2 separate regions of the Sus scrofa genome follow, and region 1 is linked to region 2. A link is a contact called in public Hi-C data. All regions are on one chromosome and are shown on one strand. The core of a region is the stretch at or near the end of the contact, and the rest is flanking DNA. Distances in the headings are between cores, read along the strand shown.

Region 1 (3,520 bases), core at 559-3,058, 78 kb before region 2:
AAAGATGGTTCAGGGGATATACAAAAGGGACACTTTTGCCAAAAGGGACCCAGGACCAAAAGGGGCCCAGGAATTGGCCTGGCCCAACCAGACTTACTTTTGGTCCTTCTCCATTGCGGATGCTGATCCCCAAGAGACAGCCCTCCCTTGGGACAGAGGAATAAGAGAGGGACCGGGATGATTATTTTTCTGCAAAGCTTGGGTTGAGGAACTTTTCCTCACCAGTTATTTATTTAGCAGCTGAGTAACAATGGCCAGGGCAGGCCAGACAGCCTCTGTTTCCAAACTGTGGGCCCCCGCCACGCCTGGAGACCCAACTTCCCTCCTCCAGGCTGCGCGGGGCAGGGAGCTCCCCAGTGAAGGGGGGGAGAGGGAGGCGCGGCAGAGGGAGGCTGGGAAAGGCAGACTGGAAAGAGAAAAGGGGAAAAAGCACGAAAAGTAATGGGTTCGAGGAACACGATTCAAACCACTTTCTAATTCTTGCAGGGAAAAAAGGGGGGAAGGAGGGGGAGAAAGGAGAAAAGGAAAAGTAGGAGGAGAAAGAGAGGAATGGGGAGCGTCGACATGAAGGGGTTTCCTTAATATTGTGGACGGATTCAGAAATGAATGAAGAGATAGTCCATTGAAAAGGGTTGAATGCCATGACAACTAGGAACAACCTTAGATTTATTCCAAACAGTTAGGACACATTGAAAGAGAGCGTCAATCATGTATTATTTCGCCACTGAAATAAATGCAAAAACCGAGCCGGGACAAAGGCTTCCAACGGGAGCGGGACATTTGTCTACATTTCGCTCATTGTCCGCAGCTTAGCAATCGGTTTGTATTTGTGTTTGCCCGGGTCCGACCACCCAGGACGCGCCGACGAGGGGCTCGCTCTAACCTGGGCCATTGTCACCCACGTCACATACTGGGGGCGAGGCAGCGAGGGCTGCAGAAAGCCGCCCAGCGGCTCGGGGAGAGGCGCCCTCGCCGGGCGCTGGCAACTCGGGGGCGACTGGGGCGCGGCGGCCGCAGCTGAGCCCGGGAAGGACAGGCGCCCGGGTGCTGCGCTCGGCCGGCGAGAAAGCGCCCCGGCGGAGGGCCAAGGGGGTGGCCAAACCCCAACTCCCGCGGCGGCCTTTCCCGCCCCTCCCCGCCCCCAGGCAAAGCACCGTCCCGAAGCTCCTCTGGGGCGGACGAGCATCAGGTAGCACCCCCCCCCAAATCTGGAAGGAGGGGTGGGCAGTGCGGCGTGGACTTGTCCTCGGCGGCTGGGAGGAGGAGGTGTGGTCCCGAGAAAGTTCAGTTCCCAGGCGGGCGAGGGGTGGGGACCTGCACACAAACCTCAGTCCAGCTAGGAAGCTGGGGTGCATCCCCAGAACGCGCCTCTGGGGCGTCCGAAAGGAATCGCGAGGATGAAGAAAACTCAGGAGAAATCGCCGCACCACCTCCCGCCCTAAGACCCCCTCCCCCGCGGTTTTCGGGGCCCTCACCCGGGCCGGAGACTGCGCCCCCGCCCCGTCAGCCCTCCCCTCTCGCTTCCCGCCGCTCCACTGCCGCCGGAGGCTGGAGAGGGAGGCATAATAGGGGGCAGGGAGGGCGCGGGGCCGTCTGCCCTTGCCTCCACCCGGAGAGGCGGCCCGCGGGGCTGGGAGGCAGCAGGGCCCTGGCCGAGCGCGGCCAGAGTGAGACCTCCCCACCCCCACCGCCCCTCCCCGGGCGCCCGCGTAGCAGAAAGTGAACTGCTCGGTCCTGCTCGGACGCTCAGGGCTGGAGGGGTAGAGGGGAGGCGAGGAGAAAGAAATAAATGTCTTTAGCAAATAAAGGGTGGCGGGGCGGGCGGGGGGGTCGATTGGTGGTGGCTCCGGCCAGCCCCGAGGCGATCCCTCTCCTGGGTTTCGGGCTCTTTCTGCGTTAACTAGAATCAATTACTTGCCTTGTCATTTCTAGTACTCATCCTTAAGCCTCAACCAAAATATTGACCTAGGAGGCTTACAGAAGTTGGGCTCTTGCCATTTGAACCGGATCTTGTTTAGGGAACCGCCAGCGATGGGAAGGAGAGATTTCCGCGGCTCAGCTTTCGCCCCCTCCCCCTTTTCCAAAGGCGCCACAAATCGCCAATTTTCCGGCTTGCTGGGGGCGGGCGCGCGGGGGCGGGGAGGGAGGAACCGGTGAATGTTAAGGAGGATTCTTTTTTCCTCTCCTCCTCCGGGTTTCTGTTTTGTTTTCTTTCCTCCTCCCCCGCTTTTTTTTTTTTTTTAAGATGCAATTTGTTAAAACGGCCCTTTCAAGTGTGTGGACTCGCGAGCGACGCGGTGGTCCTTTGTATGTAAATACTGGGTTAAAAAAAGGCTCGCCCCGTCTTTGCAATTAATTGACACGTTACACCTCTCATCTTGCTCTAGAGGGCCGTTGGCTGGGAGCGCGGAGCTCCCCAAAACCCACAATTTCACATCTGCAAATACAGTCTTCATCCACTTGACTTCCAAGACCCGCCCACACGTGTCCAACCTTTGCGTTTTAATGTCTCCCCCCTCCTTTTTTCCACCCTTCTCTCGCTCCCTCTCTCGCTCCCCCTCCCTCTCTCTCTCTCTCTCTCTCTTTCCCTCCCTCTCTTTCTCCCCCTCTTCCCCCCCTCTCCCCAGGTTCGTGAGTGGAGCCCAGCCTTATATGGACTGATCGCTCGGGCAATGGCCCATTTTTTCCTCGCCACCAGCCGCCACCGCGCGCCGAGCGGCCGCCGGAGCCGGAGCTGACGCCGCCTTGGCACCCCTCCTGGAGTTACAAACTCGGGCCCGGCCGGCGGCGCTCGGCGCGCAGGCCGCCCGACTCCCCGCGTCCATTTCCGAGTGCTTGCAGAGAAGACATAGGCAACGCGTTGGGCTTTTTTCTTTTTTTTTTTTCTTTTCCTCCCCACCCTTTCCCAGAGTTTCTTTCTCTTTCCTAAACATAATAATCTCAATAATTAAAGCCCATCCCCCCTCCCCTCCCCCAACCCCTCTCCCCATATCCCCTCCCCCGCCCCGACTGAGAGCGCCACGAATTGACCAAGTGAAGCTACAACTTTGCGGCATAAATTGCGGGGTCCCGGCCATGTCGCTGACCAACACGAAGACGGGGTTTTCGGTCAAGGACATCTTGGACCTGCCAGACACCAACGATGAGGAGGGCTCGGTGGCCGAAGGGCCCGAGGAGGAAAGTGAGGGGCGGGAGCCCGCCAAGAGGGCCGGGCCGCTGGGGCCGGGCGCCCTGGACACCGTGCAGAGCCTGCCCCTGAAAAACCCCTTCTACGACAGCAGCGACAACCCGTACACGCGCTGGCTGGCCAGCACCGAAGGTCTCCAGTACTCCCGTAAGTAGCGAAACTTGGCCGCGGCGGCTGTGACCGCCTCTATTCCTGTGGCCGCAGCCTGAGCCGGATGCCGGGGGGAAACGGGAAGGAGCCTTGTAAACCACAGCCCGTACCCTGCGCCCCGGGAAAGATTTTTAACGCTTGTTTACGATGCCCCAACTCTTCCCTCCTCGTCAAGCCCCTCTG
Region 2 (3,785 bases), core at 304-2,803:
TAAGTGACATCTGCAAACAATCAATGGTACCTTGTCTTTTGTTCTTTCAGCATTTTAAAATACTAGTACTCTCCACACTTGCCTGGTTGACACTTTCTTCCCGTAGATGAATATTGGTCCCTTCCCTGCCCCATCCCCTGTGCCCAGAGTCTTTAGAAAACTTGCTGAAATGAACAAAACAATTTTTAAAACAATAAGACCAAAACCACGGAAGACACTCCAACCAAAGGGCTGAAACCAAACAAGGAGTAGGTAACTGTTCTTCCCTTCAAGACATGTGCCATTGGGTTTTATGTCCTATTAGGTTCAACTGGAATCGTTTTCATACACCGTGTTCTTTTTAAAACAATAAAATCTTGCTTAAGAAAGCACTCTCCTTGTTTTTCTTTTTGGTGTCCTGGTCAAGAAAACTTAAAAACTGCGTCTTTGTTTTTCTGTTTTAACTGAAGGGCTGTTTCAAAATTTAATCAATATGCTTTGCACACTTCTTTTGTCCTATTCTTTGTCGTGCTCAGTATTCAGTGGAAAGTTCACAATGTCTAAATTCTTCTTTGCTGTGCAGGTACATTTGCAAATCAAAGGCTGACAAAGTTTTTTTAAAAAATCACTTTATCTACAGTTGCATATTTTTCAAGAGAAATTACCATTTTCACCTGACCTCAGCATCCATTTCATATTCCTTGAGTAGTTTATGTTTTTCAAAGAACAATAAAAAGATGCATTTTGATTAGCTAGAAATATTTGGATTTTCTTTTTCTTCTTTTTTTCCTTTCACTGTAATGATATGCCAATAAACCCTAAGTTGGACACTTTTACTTGAGGCAGGGGCGCAGGAAAAAAAAACAAAGATAAAGAAACCTGTAAAGAACTTCACAGGTAAAAAATGAACAGGAAACATTGGAACAGATGAAAAAATGTACCCTGATTCCCTAATCCAACCTCCATCCCCACAGAGTAGAAACAGAATACTTACAAGTTAGCATCTGTGCATCTGTATCCCTGTGTGTTTTCTCTCATCTTTGGATTTGGATACTTTGAGCTAATTTGGAAGGGCCCGTTTGGCTGCCCACAAAATGATGCTTAAGAGTCTAAAGATGCATAAATTAGAAGCCCGACAATGGCAGAGAACGGTCATTGTACCTCAGCTCTTTATGCGCTCTTACGGTGGGACCCAAGAGCCTTTTTCTTTCTTTTCTTTTCTTTTTTTTTTTTTCCCTTTTCTTTTCTTTTTTAACACTTTAGTAGACGATGGAGCGAGTGAGAGGCTGGTAGCTGGAGAGGACTCGGCAAGCCCTGCATACCGCCCCCCCCGCACCCCCTACGCCGCCACCTCAATTATACTGGACTCTTCTACGAAGTTACTTTAGGAAACCTGGGGTCTGGATGGCCAGAGGTGCGGAGTCCTTCAGGTCAAGACTCAACGCCGGCCTCGGAGTTTTATTTCTGGGGCTCGAGGGCCGGGGTAACCGCTGGGATGGAGGCGGGGAAGGTCGGAGAAAGCAAAGGGGGTGGGGGTGATCTTTTCAAGAAACACCCAACTGCTCCCTTTACCTTTTCTGCCTCCACTATGGGGGGGCGGGGGGGGGCGAGAGAAAAAGATGTCAATGACCATTGTTTGCTCGTTTGGGATATTGCTCCGCCCCCCGAGTCTGTCGTAAACCTGGCGCCGGACTAAAATAAACCCCAGATCCCGCAGCTCTAGGGGCTCGCCGCGCCGCGACTCCTGGTCACAGGCGCTGCCGCCGTGGCCGAGGTGGCGGCGACGAGTGGCCGCCGCGTCCCGCCCGCGCCCGCCCCGGGCCCCCCTACCTGGCCGCCCGCCGAGCCATGTCGTTGAGCCCCAAGCACACGACGCCCTTCTCCGTGTCCGACATCCTGAGCCCCATCGAGGAGACCTACAAGAAGTTCGGCGGCGCCATGGATAGCGCGCCGCCCGGCCTGGGGGCGTCCCTGGGGGCCGCGGCCGCCGCCTACCGCGCGCCGCCGCCGGGTCCGTCCTCCCAGGCGGCGGCCGTGGCGGGCATGCAGCCCCCGCACGCCATGGCGGGCCACAACGCGGCGGCGGCGGCTGCGGCGGCGGCGGCGGCAGCGGCGGCGGCCGCCACCTACCACATGCCGCCAGGCGTCTCGCAGTTCCCGCACGGCGCCATGGGTGGCTACTGCAACGGCGGCCTGGGCAACATGGGCGAGCTGCCCGCCTACACGGACGGCATGCGGGGAGGCGCGGCTGCCGCGGCCACCGGCTGGTACGGCGCCAACCCGGACCCGCGCTACTCGTCAAGTGAGCGGGGCCAGGCGCGCGGGACGGAGGGCAGCGGACGGCGCGGGCTTTTCCTGCCACGGCGCGGGGCGCGGGGGGCGCTGGGACCTGGCCACGGGCGCGCGGGGCGCCCTGGAACTTTGCGCGCGCTGGGATCCCGCCGGGAGCGCGCGGGACGTCCTGGGACCCTGCACGCGCGCGGGGGTGGGGTGGGGGCGCTGGGACCCAGCTGGGGGAGTGTGGGGGGCGCCGGGCGTCCTGCGACCCCGGCCGCGGTCCGGTTGGCGTCGCGGCCGCCAGGGCGCAAGAAAAGCTGGGCGGAGGCTGACCGGGCTTCTCCTTGGGCCCCTCCCCAGTCTCCAGGTTCATGGGGCCGTCGGCGGGCGTGAACGTGACCGGCATGGGGTCGCTGACGGGCATCGCGGATGCCGCCAAGTCGCTGGCGCCCTTGCACGCGGCGGCGGCGGCGGCGGCGCCGCGCAGGAAGCGCCGCGTGCTCTTCTCGCAGGCGCAGGTCTACGAGCTGGAGCGGCGTTTCAAGCAGCAGAAGTACCTGTCGGCGCCCGAGCGCGAGCACCTGGCCAGCATGATCCACCTGACGCCCACGCAGGTCAAGATCTGGTTCCAGAATCACCGCTACAAGATGAAGCGGCAGGCCAAGGACAAGGCGGCGCAGCAGCTGCAGCAGGAGGCCGGCCTGGGCCCGCCGCCGCCACCGTCCCCGCGCCGCGTGGCCGTGCCGGTGCTGGTCAAGGACGGCAAGCCCTGCCAGAACGGGGCCGGCCCGCCGACGCCCGGCCAAGCCGGCCCGCAGCCGCCCGCGCCGACGCCCGCGCCCGAGCTGGAGGAGCTGTCTCCGAGCCCGCCCGCGCTGCATGGCCCGGGGGGCGGCCTGGCAGCCCTGGACGCGACCGCGGGGGACTTCGGCGGCGGCACGCTGGGCGCCAACCTGCTCTACGGCAGGACGTGGTGACCGCGCGTGCCGGCGGGGAGGCGCGCCGGGGCGGACTCCGCACGGCGGCCGAGTACGGACGCTCCCTGGAGAGGGGCAGGCTCCAGCCTCTCTGCCGGAGGTGGGACGGCGACCACCCCGGGATTGAATAATGAGTTTCACGCCCGGAGGCTTTGAGGTGGTGATTTCCTCCTTCTAGAAGTTCCTAAATTGTGTGAAAAGCCGGCTGAGTCCACATCCACCACGTCCCTAACCAAAGCTCTCGGAGTTTTAAACGTTGGAAGAAACTTCGTTGGTGTTTGTAGCTCTGCAGATCAACCCAGCTTTAACAATGAATTCTTGAAGTGGAACTTATCTTGGGAGATTAATTTTCGAAGCCCCCGCCCCCCTTAAGTGCAATTTCATTAATGTTTGATTGAAAGTAAATTGAATTGTAGCTCAAGGTGGATCATGCACATAGCAACATTATTGCAGAGGAATTATTGCCATTGAGAGAAATGGAATAAAAATAATCAAAATACTGCTTATACGGATTGATATAGCTTTTTAAATTTAATGCTGATTTTGAAATGT

The links. Hi-C and Micro-C count contacts between places; a contact is called where the count stands out from the background.
Region 1: a Hi-C map of epiblast stem cells shows a contact between it and region 2, with 3 times the contacts expected there. The contact joins the promoter of NKX2-2 here to the promoter of NKX2-4 in region 2. A contact is called at or near these places in 3 of 47 Hi-C or Micro-C datasets (embryonic fibroblasts, epiblast stem cells and undifferentiated spermatogonia).

The regions. Positions count from the first base shown.
Region 1 is chr17:29,277,860-29,281,379 of Sscrofa11.1, reverse strand. NKX2-2 (homeobox protein Nkx-2.2) reads left to right here and starts at 1,808. Exons shown (of 3, transcript XM_021077994.1): 1 at 1,808-3,334. The coding sequence starts at 3,076.
Region 2 is chr17:29,199,066-29,202,850 of Sscrofa11.1, reverse strand. NKX2-4 (homeobox protein Nkx-2.4) reads left to right here and starts at 1,553. Exons shown (of 2, transcript XM_021078193.1): 1 at 1,553-2,281; 2 at 2,617-3,785. The coding sequence starts at 1,828. The coding sequence ends at 3,233.